Regions from separate parts of the Ornithorhynchus anatinus genome. Here region 2 is linked to region 1. Evidence: chromatin contacts called from public Hi-C data. All regions are on one chromosome and are shown on one strand. The core of a region is the stretch at or near the end of the contact, and the rest is flanking DNA. Distances in the headings are between cores, read along the strand shown. Region 1 overlaps WSB1 (WD repeat and SOCS box-containing protein 1). Region 2 has its middle 21 kb from the start of NF1.

Region 1 (6,309 bases), core at 1,498-3,997:
ATTGAGCGCTTACTGGGTGCAGAGCACTGAACTAAGCGCTTGGAAAGGACAATTCAGCAATAAAGGGAGACAGTCCCTGCCCACAGTGGGCTCACGGTCTAGAAAGGGGGAGACAGACATCAAAACAAGCAAACAGGCATCCATAGAAATAAATAGAATTGTAGAGATAATTGTAGAGATATACACAGCGAAACAAATAAACAGCTTTCAGTAGAAATAAATAGAATTATAGATAGGTACACATGAAAACAAGGCATCAATAGAAATAAATACAATTATAAATACATATAGGTATAAGTGCTGTGGGGCGGGGGCAGAGCAAAGGCAGTGAGGAAGGGGAGCTGAGGAAAAAGGTGCTTAGCCTGGGAAGGCCTCCTGGAGGAGGTGTGCCTTCAGTAGGGCTTGGGAGGGGGGAAGAGGGATGGTTTGGCAGATTTGAGGAGCTCGGGGGGGGGGGCGGGGGGTTGCGCACTGAGGTGGCACTCCTGCCCACCCTGGATTGTCTCTCTTTATTGCTGTAGTCTACTTTGCAAGTGCATAGTACAGTGCTCTGCACTCGGTAAGCGATCAGTAAATACGAATTGAATGAATGAAGAGGAAGGAGAAAAGATGCCGTAAGGCTTTTGAAGTTCCTTAAGGTCGTGGAACGTGTCTTTCCACCCTATTGTGCTCTCCTGAGAGCGTAGCACGTGATAATAATGGTGATGGTATTTGTTAAGCGCTGACTGTGTACCAGGCAGTGTACTAGGCGCCGGGGTGGTTACAAGCAAATCGGGTTGGACCCAGTCCCTGTCCCATGGGGGGCCTCACAGGCTCAGTCCCCATTTTGCAGTTGAGGTCGCTGAGGCACAGAAGTGAAACGACTGGCCCAAGGTCACGCAGCAGACAAGGGGCGGAGCACTTACTGTGTGTAAAGCACGGAAGTGCTTAGTACGGTGTCCCGTGCACAGAAAGCGCCCAATAAATACCACTGATGGATCGCTGGCGTTAGGGCCATTCAAACCGGAGCAGAGAAAAGATGACTGCCCAAAGGTGCTTCGCAACTTGGCTCTCGACTGAGTCACTCAGTTGTATTTATTGAGCGCTTACTGTGTGCAGAGCACTGTAATAAGCGTTTGGGAGAGTACAGTGCAAAAATGAACAGACACATTCCCTGCCCACAAAGAGTTTACAGTCTAGAGGGAACCAGGGATCGGGACTAAAATACCCATATCAGAGTATGCCTGCCAAGTAACCTTTTTACAACCAGTACATTAATTGGTAAAGAGGTTGGGGGCAAAATGGATCGATAAGCAAAGGTGCTGGTCCAGAGATCCAAATCAGTTGAAGTTTTCAGGATTATATTTTTTTCCTATTTAATTTCTCCTCAACCACAGAGTATCCCCATCCAGTGCAGAGAGAAAAATCTTGGGAAAGTGGACGTTGAACATTTTGCCTAGAGGGGAGTGGGTGAAGGGGCAAACTCGGGTCTGGAAACAGTTCTAGAATCTATGCTTCTTTAAAAAAAAATCATATGGGATTTGGGAATAAAGGATTTATCCACTGGTGAGGCCAGGGACCTTTATCTATGCAGCATTACCTTTATTTTAAAATAGTTTAATCTTATAATAGAGTACTAGAGGTGACTTTGGGCCTAAAATTGTAGACTCACAGGGCTACAGTACACCCCCAAAAGGTTATCTGGCCCCTTCTTTTTCTCTCACCCCTTCCCTATCTAAGGAAAGTGGTAGGCAGTTCTCAGCAAGAATGGAGACTCTCCAGCCTCAGTCAATCAGTGATATTTATTGAGCACTCACTGACTGCAGAGCACTGTACTAAGTGCTTGGGAGAGCACCTTCCCTGCCCACAGTGAGATTATAGTCTAGAGGTCTGCCTCCCTTGGAAATTTATTCCTTTGCTTTAGAGTCAAAAAATTCCCCTTTGTTTCCAAACAAACTTGTTGAAATCCTCAGAAAACTAAGAATAAGTCTTCATGGACATGAGGGTTTACATTTCAGCCTGGGCAAGCTTTCTTCCTTTTTTCCATCCTTTAAATCATATCTGTAGCATTACTCTGATCTCTCCAACATCTACTGTAAGATGTGGGAACCAGAACTGGACACATAAGACCTTGGCCAATGCCAAGTAGAGTGAAGATATTATTCCCCAGCAACGTCACACATTCCAGAATATTCGTTCACTTTTCAGGCTGTTATGACCTCTTGTTTTGCCCAGGAAGCTCAGCGTGTCCCTCATCTTGTCTTTCAGATTTGGGTTTTTTTGGTTTCTTCCCCATTGAACTTTTTCCTGTATTTGATAGACGATTTCTTTAAACTGCCACAGTCACTTCGAATTCTGACCCGATCTTATCCAGTTTTAGTAATTCCGCCCAATTAAGATCTCCTGCAAATATAGGGTTTATATATATAAAGCTTGTACTGAGATCAGATGTTTAAATTGCAGTCATGATAAAAGAGGGGTGTGATTATCAGGAATTTCTGGGCCGAACAAAAATGCAGCGGGAGGATCCTGAAGCATTTTTCTTTGATTTCTGGCTAACCACAAGCCCTTCACTTCTGGAAGGAACATAAATGCCGGTTTCTATGGGCCCCAGTCTTATCATCGATGAAGAATTCCTTCCTCGCCTTCCCTTTGTGAGGATGGGCGATTGCTGCCATTGCATGTGTCGGGTTTCTCATGTACACACTGCTTAGAGGCAAGTCGGTACACAATGGCAGCAGAGGAATTTCCAGAGAGCACGTAGGAGAGCCGGAGACAGCCCTGGGCTACTGCCCTCTCTTTCAGGGCAGTGTTTCTGCAAGTTGAAAAAATGGACGAAGGGAACGGGAGGAAGAAATAGAAAAAGCTAAACACTGGTTGCCTTACCCAGGGGTGACTCAGAGACGGCAGAGATGTGACACATTCTGATAGTACACTCTAGGTATTTTCTATTTCTCTACCCGGAGGTTTATCTAGTTGAGTCCTGATGATGGGCTGGTCTCATGGAGAGTCTTCCATAAAGCAAAGCAGTTATAGCATTTAGGAGTAAGAGACACGATTCAGGCTTGCCAAGAGGTGATCAATAATGTGTCTCTTGGGTGCTTTGAAGTCACCTGGGTTTTTTTAATGCACGAACATTGCCTTTATTGCTGTAAAAAGTAACTAGCTGTATCTCTTATTCCTATCTAGTGCCTGAAAACAATGAGTTTATTTTTTTCATTGAGCCTTCACTTTAGACAAGATTTGGATTTGTCCTTTGATCGTGAAAATGGGCTTGATCCTTTCTTTGAAACCTCTTTTCCCATGTTGTTTGTCAAGTGCTTGTGATGCAGTCTTCTCTTTATGCTGACATATAAAAAAAATTCCTCGGTATAGACTCAAGATTCCTCCTTCGTTTTATGGCCAAATGAAGGAATGGGCGTGGTTATTACTGGCCCCTGTCTTTATTTTCATAGGTCTTGTAATTGGGAGCTTATGGTTTTCTTCTGTTTCAATAGGAAAGCTGCTTTGAAAAATAAATTTGACCTACAGTTTGTCAGGGGAAAACTATCGATGGTCCTGTCATCCCCAGTTCCAATAAACTCATTTCTCCTGGGTTCCTGCCCTGGAATTTTGAAGGCTGGCCAGTCTTGCCAAAAGATGACTGCCCTCAGTTTAATAGGGATAAAGTTAGGAATAGGTTAAAAAGATGATGATCTCAGTTTGGACTCTCTCATGCTAGTATTCTAAACAGATTAGAAATATGGTGCTCTGCACACAGTAAACACTTGATAAATATCACTGATTAAAAATCGGTTTAAACTTGATGACCCCCCCCCCCCCCCCCCCGCAAAACTGTAAATACCTCATACCTCTGATCTTGTCAGTTCACTGATAATCACTCTGAGAGTTCACACCCACCAGCCTCAGGGACATTGATTGGCCCTTAATTTCTAAAGAAACCACTTTCAGCTAACCCTTTGTTTTACTTTGTGATAGAGGGTAACTTGAAGTCAGGCATTAGGCATTTTTTGGTGCTCTTAATCATTATAGTTGGATTTAAACATCAAGATTTCTGCATAAGTTTAAATATTTTTCTTTGCATTCTCCATGCCCCTCCCCCCCAGAAGGCAAAGGAGAGGTTACTTCAAAATTGGGGTGCTTTTTTCTTAGGGTGGGAGGATGGGGGTGTTCAGGAAGAGAATTGAAGTTAGTGGTAGTGCTTTAGAAAAATGTTAAAGACTTTGGAGGCCGTTTAAGTTACAGGCTACTCATGTGCATTTCTTGCTGCTTTATTTTTCATTTTTCATTTTAGTGAGATCACGGACTATAGGAGAACTTTTAGCCCCGGCAGCTCCTTTCGACAAGAAGTCTGGGCGTGAAAACTGGACTGTTGCCTTTGCTCCGGATGGGTCTTACTTTGCTTGGTCACAAGGACATCGCACTGTGAAGTTGGTTCCGTGGGCCCAGTGCCTTAAGAACTTGTAAGACTTCCCTTTTCCTTATAACCTTGTCAGTCATGCAGAATCCCAGGTTTGCTCATATACCTTTCTTCTTGGGTGCTGTGAGGCATTGATCAACGACTCAGCTCTCAAGTCAGATGGAAAGGTGCTTTCGTCTTCGCACTGTATATTCTCAGTTATCAGAAATGTTGCACAGGGGTATTTGGACCAACATAATACTAAACACTCCCTTAGAAGAAATTGGCCTATAAACAGCTAAATTTCCTCAGATAAATTCAGGTGGCTAAGAAGCCTGTTGTGCTGGTGGCTTGTTACCAGCTTTTTGTGGGGGGGAATGAACAGCTTTATCCCAAGTGTCACAAAAGAAAGCTTAAGTAGACGTGTCAGCTCTCTGCTATTTGAAGGTCTAGGACCTCTCGGTACACGGAGGGAATGATTGACTGCGTGAATTTGCTAAAAAGAAGCCTTGGAATCTGGCATTGGCATTTTTTCCACCCTCCCTTTACTTGGTGCCATTTTCAGATTAATTGGTGTCTTTAATAAGCATTTAAAAATCATTTAAACTTGTTTTTCAGCTTGTTGCCCGGCTCCACCAAGAATGTCACCAATTCAAGACTCTCCAGACAAAATAGCGACGGTGGTCAAAAGAACAAGCCTTGTGAGCACATCATAGACTGTGGAGATATAGTCTGGAGTCTCGCCTTTGGGTCTTCGGTGCCTGAAAAACAGAGTCGTTGCGTGAATATAGAATGGCATCGATTCAAGTTTGGTCAGGATCAGCTCCTTCTCGCAACAGGGTTAAACAATGGGCGTATCAAGATATGGGATGTGTACACAGGTATAGGATCCTCTTGGAAAGCTCTTGATGTCTTGGTCTACTTCTTAATTAATTGTGGCACGCTCATTTCCCCTTCGAAGTGAAGTGATATACGTAGTCACTGAGAGCAGAGTGTTTGAGTTCATTGCTTAAAAGTAGAAAATTCTTCAGAATTAGACAGAATGGGATCTCTTTAATACGTTGGTTTTGGGGTTTTTTTTTTGATCTGGAAGGAGTATATAGCGGTCAGCCTGTGCTTGGCATCCTGGGACTTTTAAAAAGGTTTATTTTTTATTTCCTGAGCTACTACAACTTGTCTGCCCCCCCTTTTTTTTTTAACTTGGTAAAACTCTATACCCTTTGCCTATTGCTTACGGAAAGAGTCCTTGGGAGAGAGGAAGTGCGCCAGTTGCTAGTTAATTATTATTGCCCAAATAGTAATTCACTTCATCTTCCCAGCTTAAAAAGGTGTTTTCATGTGGTCCTTGTTCATGATTGGATCACCCTGAGGTTTCAAGGCAAACTCCTCATCAATCATTACCTAACCCCAGGAATGCTTAAGGGGCAGCAGGGTTGAAAGTTTTAACTCCTTCAATGAGATACTGCGACTTTACTCACTCTGGGTGATCAAATTAATAAGCAGTTCTTTTTCTGAAAAGCTGATGGTATTTACTGAGCACTTACTATGTGCAGAGCACTGTACTAACCACTTGGGAGAGGAGAGTGTAATAATAGACACATTCTCTGCCCACAATGAGCTCACAGCATAGAGGAGGAGTTCTGGATAAGGAAAACTTTACTGTATTTTTTTTTTCCAAAATTGCATCCCAGGCAATTTTCTGAAATGGATGTCTGGTGTAATTTTTTTATATACAAAAGTTAAATCATCTTGACCCAGGAATATGATTAAATGGCCAACTCCTCAAGGATCCCTGAACTTTTAGTGATCCCAGAGCTTACCAGAGAAAGAAGAAAATTTTAGAATTAAATCTCATGGATTTTATTTTTTTCCTCTTGAACCCAAACAATTAACCCTCTAAATAAAACACTAATTTTTCCTGGATTTTCATG
Region 2 (6,309 bases), core at 2,431-4,930, 39 kb before region 1:
ACAGATCGATCGATTAACTCAAATATCCCTGTTTTCGGGTGCCTAAGACTTTGCTTATATATTCATAAACAGAGGTCATGGGTTCTGATCCCAGCTTCGCCACCTGTCAGCTGTGTGACTTTGGGCAGGTCACTTCACTTCTCTGTGCCTCAGGGACCTCATCTGTAAAATGGGGATGAAAACTGTGAGCCCCACGTGGGACAACCTGATCACCTTGTATCCTCCCAGCGCTTAGAACAGTGCTTTGCACAAAGTAAGCGCTTAACAAATGCCATCATTATTATTATTACTATTATAAACAATTGAGAGAGAGTAGATGAGTCCACTATAGGTTTATCCAGAAGAGGGCAGGAGAGGCCACTAAAATCTTTAAAGTACCTTAACTACCGGGAAAAATCACCAAATCAGACATAAACCACCAGTGGATTTGCACCTATGCATGTATGTCAGTGCCAATGAATATGCATATAACTATGTATGCATACATAGTATGTAATATATACATGCGTACATAAATTCATCTGTCCTTCGATTTCAAAGATGGCACAAATCCCAAAGAAGCTGTCTCACTGGGCCTCTCGCTTCGGACCTCTGGGTCCCAACCCACCAGAGAGAAGCTGCCGCAGCCCTAAACCACCGGGGCTTCCATCAGTCTCTGCTCCAGCCCAGGAAGGAGTCAAGTGATAGCCGAGTGAGGTCTTCTCAACCTCTACAATAACGGGAAGCCCACTGCCGTGGCCATGGCTGAGACCTCGGTGACTCTTGGTCTGAGCCAAGACCAATAATTTTTCTTATTCTGATTATAAGCAGTAAACAGTGATGGTGCTGAACTCCACATCTGCCCTCATCCTTCTTAGTGATCTCATATCAGAAGAAACCAAGGGACGGAAACAGCCCTCGCGGCCCGCCCCCACCCCGCACAAATTCCCTTTCCCATGGCCATCAGCCTCCTGCATCGCTCCTCTCTCTCCTTGGCTTTCCTGAGGCCCACTGAGGGAAAAGCTTGTGGGAGGAGAGGCTGGAGAAGACCTTGTGACTGTGCTCTGACTCATGTCTCGTCTACCTCCTTCTACGGGTTGCTTCCTAGGAAGGGGAGGAGGGGAGGGCTGGAGAAGGCCTGCTGAAGGATTACGATAAAGCAGCGGGCGTAGTTACGGTCCAAACCACTCTGTCCCATTCCCATCACCCCTGGCCCGAGTCAGCTCCAGAAATGGGCTAGCCCATCCTCTCCTCCGAGCTGCACTCTCTAACAAACTGCCCCTTGATTAGGCTTCACAACCACCCCAGCAAAGAGTTCTGGTTACAGATCTGGGGATCTGCACACCCTCACTAACTCTTAATCCTGGATTTCTCCACAGGAGTTGGTCGCAGATTATGTCATCTAAGTCACATGGTTCTACCCCACAGTGCTCCTCATTTCGGAGAACTGAACCCACCAGCCTGACGACATTCCTCCAAGAGGAACTGAATTCCTCAGATGGGTCTCTAAATTGACTTGAGGCAGTCCAGTTGCCCCATTTTTCCCTGAAAACTCTGCATACTTATGAAATGCTCTGATATAATCACGATAACTGAAATAGTATTGCCTGGTAAAAGAGCACTGGCCTGGGAGTCAGGAGACCTGGATTCTAATCCCGGAACTGCACTTAACAGTAATAGTATTTATTAAGCGATGACTGTATGCAGAACACTGAACTGAGCTCTTGCCGTATGACCTTGGTCAAATCACTTGAGGTCTCTGGGCTGCCATTTCCTTATCAGGTTAGACCACTGGCCCAAGATGAGTCCCTTCATCAAGCAGGCTTCAGATCAATATTTACTAACTGCCCTAACTACTCTGAACATGCAGAAAATCAAAATCTCCGAACCCAGATGGTATTTGCACGTTTTATTCACCCCACCCTCGGCCCCACTGCACTTATGGACATAACGATAATGTATTAATTTATATTAATGTCTGTGTCCCCTTCTATATCAGCGCAATGTGAGCAGGGAACATGTCTACAGACTTGCTTATATTGTACTCTCCCAAGAGCTTAGTAAAGTGCTCTGCAAACAGTAAGTGCTCAATAAATACAATTGATTGCCATTTTCATTTTTATTTATCGCCACTTGTCTGCTGTGTGACCTTGGGCAAGTCACTTAACTTCTCTGTGCCTCAGGTCCCTCATCTGCAAAATGGGGATTAAGACTCACATGGGACAGGGAGCATGTCCAAGCCAATTTGCTTGTCTGTATTCACCCCAGTGCTTAGTACAATGCTTGGCACATAGTAAAAGCTCCACAGATACTACAATTATTATTATTATTATGTTTGCTTTAGGATCCAGAGCTCAGATGGATTTCCTGTACTCTCCTCAGAAAAGAGCTTCGGGGACTTAATGCTTATAACATGCGGGAGGATCTGAAACTGCTCAGATACACTGGAAAATGGAGGCAGAGACTAGGCAGGGTGGGGTGCAGTGACGTTAACTATAAAACTTTATTGACTGAACTTTAGTTGCCTCAGGTTCCTCCCTGGAAAAGGCCAAACAATATAACAGACATATTCCCTGCCCAGATGAGCTAACATAATATAAATAAATTATGGATATGTAAATACGTGCTGTGGGGGTGGGAGTGGTGAATAAAGGGAGCAAGACAGAGGTGAAGCAGAAGGGAGTGGGAAAAGAGAAAATGAGGGCTTAGTCAGGGAAGGCCTCTTGGAGGAGATGTGCCTTCAGTAAGGCTTTGAAGGTGGGAGAGTAACTGTCAGATATGAAGAGGGAGGGTGTTCCAGGACAGAGGGAGGATGTAGGCGAGAGGCTGGTGATGAGATCGATGAAATTAAGGTACAGTGAGTAGGTTGGCATTAGAGGAGTGAGGTTCGCAAGGTTCGGTTGTAGTAGGAGAGTAGTGAGGTGAGGTAGGAGGGCGTAAGGTGATTTAATGCTTTAAAGCGGACAGTAAGAAGTTTGAGTTTGATGAGGAGGTGGATGGACAACCTGTGGAGGTTCTTGAGGACTGAACGCAGAAACAGTAAAGCACTTCCTGCAAAACTACAAAGACCTTTAGACCTGCCTGCTTCCTTCTACACCAGCGCTTACTAACAATGCCGCGGGGAAGGATCGAATTCCAGGCAACTTTTCCCCTTTATGTCTGGTAAGAATAAACTGGAACAGGCTAGTCTGTCTCCTAATCTAGTTTGCCAGTTCCTTTAGAAGAGTTGGAGGAAAGGGATGATACTGTTCCACACATCTCTGGAGTCCAGAAAAATCCACTCTGTGACAGGATAGGAGTAACCGAACATGTCACATGTCCAGGGAAATTGCAACAGAGGAAGTGAGATTGAGAAATAGCAAGTCCAAGGATAAATGTTGTGTGCGTGTTTGTGTTTGTGGGGCGGAGAGGGAGAGAGAGGGGGAGAGAGAAGTGGGGAGAGAAAGGAGGGAGCTGGGAAGCAGGAGGAGGAAAAGGAGGATGGTGAAGAGATCTAATCCCTTCCCAGACTATGAAAGATAATAGCAATAGTCTTTGCTAAATACTTACCATGTGTCAAGCACTCTACCGGTGCTGGGGTAGATACCATCAGATCAGACATAGCTATTGCCATATTTGAGGCTCACAGTCCAAGTGGGAAGAGGAAAACATGTTTAATCTAAAATCTTTTGGGCACGTTCGAGGAAATGAAACAGAAGCAACCTGGTTTAGTGAATAATAATAGTAATGTTGGTATTTGTTAAGCGCTTACTATGTGCAGAGCACTGTTCTAAGCACTGGGGTAGGCACAAGGTAATTAGGTTGTCCCACATGAGGCTCACAGTCTTAATCCCCATTTTACAGATGAAGTAACTGAGGCACCGAGAGGTAAAGTGACTTGTCAAAGTCACATAGCTGACAAGTGGAGGAGCCGGGATTAGAACCCATGACCTCTGATTCCCAAGCCCGTGCTCTTGCCACTGAGCCACTAGCATGGGCCTGCGGGTCAGAAGGCTCTAATCCTGGCTCCACACATTTCTGCTGTGTGACCCTGGACAAGTCACTTAATTCCTCTGGGCCTTGGTTACTTCATCTGTAAAATGGAGATTAAGAGTGTGAGCCCCTTGTGGGACAGGGACTGTGTCCTACCTGATTAACGTGTATCTACTCCAGCACTTAGAACAGTGCTTGGCACACGGTAAGTTCTTAACAAGTACTATTATTATTATTATGAGTAAAATATTAATAATAATAACAGATCGGTTCAGGAGCTAACACTATGTATTTTCCCAAGGGTTTAATAAGTGCTTGGCACAGAGAAGCACTTGACAAAAACCATAATTATTTAATCCACACTTCAAAGATGTGGAAACTGAAACACCAAGAAGTTCAGCGACTTGCCCAAAGTCACACAGAAGGCAGGATTAGGAACCAGGTCTCCTAACTCCCAGGCCTGTGCTCTTTCCATTAGGCTACGCTGCTTCTCAGGAAAGGTGTCAGGAGAGACTTGCCCTGGACAACCCAGGGGAAGGACACAAACTGGAAAAGGAAGGGTGTACTGTATCATTAACAAATTAACACCTTGTAATATTAATGTAAAACACGTCTGACATGATCTAGGCATTCACTCGTTCATTCAGTGGCATTTATTGAGCGCTTACTGAAAACTACACTGATCAGACCGGCTGGGGTTGTTTTTCCTGCTGTGTTCATGGGCTCCTCAAACACAGGGCAGCAGAGGCAATTGCTCAACATCACGCAGCATGGGAGCAGTGACATCCCTTCTAGACTGTAAGCTCACTGTGGTCAGGGAACGTGTCTACCAACTCTGTTATATTATACTCTCCCAAACGCTTACTGCAGTGCTCTGAAGGCTGTGAACCCGACATGGGACGGGGACTGCGTCTGACCTAATTATCTTGTATCTACCCCAGCGCTCAGTAAGTTAGAACTTAGTAAGCACTTAACAAATTCCATAAAAAAAATTTGTGCTCAATAAATATGATAGCCTGGTTGATTTTTCAGGTTCCCTCACTGCATATTCATTGACCAGATATCCATCACCAGCGGAGACCAGGGAGACCCACGGCACTAAAGCGAGGACGGTGGAGGAAAGTGGGGGACAGGAAAGGGCCCTTGGCCACTCTGGCCGGATTTTTAGAGAACCCAGGTTTCAGTCTAAATGAGTACTAAGCCTGTTTAGAGGAAGTGGGTTTTTCATCAGATTTAGCCTCTTCACACCCTGACAAATTAGTCAGTCGTATTTATGGAATCCTTACTCTATGCGGAGTCTCTCCCTTTAGGCTGTAAGCTCATGATGGGCAGGGAATGTGTGTGTTTATTGTTATATTGTACCCTCTCAAGCGCTTAGTACAGTGTTCTGCACGCAGTAAGAGCTCAATAAATACAATTGACTACAACTGACTGAATGAAATCTGGCTGAAGGTGCCTCATATTAGCTGCCGTGCCCAGCCCCGCTTCCACTAGGGACTAGGCTAATTGATACAAAGCCAGCCCATCGGCTGGAATTACCAGCAGAGAGAAGCAGCGTGGCTCAGTGGAAAGAGCCCAGGCTTCGGAGTCAGAGGTCATGAGTTCGACTCCCGGCTCTTCCACTTGTCAGCTGTGCGACTGTGGGCAAGTCATTCAACTTCTCTGTGCCTCAGTTACCTCATCTGTAAAATGGGGATTAACTGTGAGCCTCACATGGGACAACCTGATTACCCTGTATCTACCCCAGTGCTTAGAACAGTGCTCTGCACACAGTAAGTGCTTAACAAATACCAACATTATTACTTCTGGGGTTGGGTCACCCAGAGATTGGTAGCACCCTAGATGAGATGTCACCTAGGCAGGACAGAATTGGAGTTTAAAGATCAACAACTCTGCCCCTCCACCCTTGAGTTGCCCCTTATAGGCCACTGGATAAATGTCTCAGAACCCTGTGGGGAAGTCCAACCCCACCCCAACCTGCTTTTCTGGGTCCTGTTGGTGAAGTATTTCTTCATCTTTATCAGTGGGAATTTTAAAGGGTCTAACGAGGGAAGGCTGTCTCCATGAGATTCCCTTTGGACCCAGCTCTCTCACGACACTGAACCCTGCCCCAGGTTGGGACCGGGCCGTTCTTTGACGTAGGCCCCGGGAGGCAAGGACCCCGGGAAATGCCAGCGCAACATCGTGACGTGATGTTTTACCTCACAGAACAAACAGAAGCATGCTGGCTGGACAATTTCCAGTCCACCGAAAGATAAATGGGAGAAAAAACAAACAGAGGGCTTGGAGCAATGGGACAGGCCTGGTCCATGGCCCTGGCAGGTTTGTGGAGAGCCGGCCTCTGGCCTCTCTGTCAAA

Evidence for each region. Hi-C and Micro-C count contacts between places; a contact is called where the count stands out from the background.
Region 2: a Hi-C map of fibroblasts shows a contact between it and region 1, with 5 times the contacts expected there. The contact joins two enhancer-like sites. A contact is called at or near these places in 2 of 2 Hi-C or Micro-C datasets (fibroblasts and liver).

What each region holds. Positions count from the first base shown.
Region 1 is chr17:10,111,734-10,118,042 of mOrnAna1.pri.v4, reverse strand. WSB1 (WD repeat and SOCS box-containing protein 1) reads left to right here. Exons shown (of 9, transcript XM_001506620.4): 2 at 4,274-4,442; 3 at 4,997-5,259. Among named protein-coding and RNA genes, the nearest start is that of WSB1, 5.1 kb to the left of the region's middle. Within about 2 kb of position 2,747, the one cell type or tissue checked has an H3K27ac peak away from gene starts, as active enhancers do. A contact at or near this core is called in fibroblasts, where this site is marked.
Region 2 is chr17:10,151,827-10,158,135 of mOrnAna1.pri.v4, reverse strand. No RefSeq gene overlaps it. Among named protein-coding and RNA genes, the nearest start is that of NF1, 21 kb to the left of the region's middle. Within about 2 kb of position 3,680, the one cell type or tissue checked has an H3K27ac peak away from gene starts, as active enhancers do. A contact at or near this core is called in fibroblasts, where this site is marked.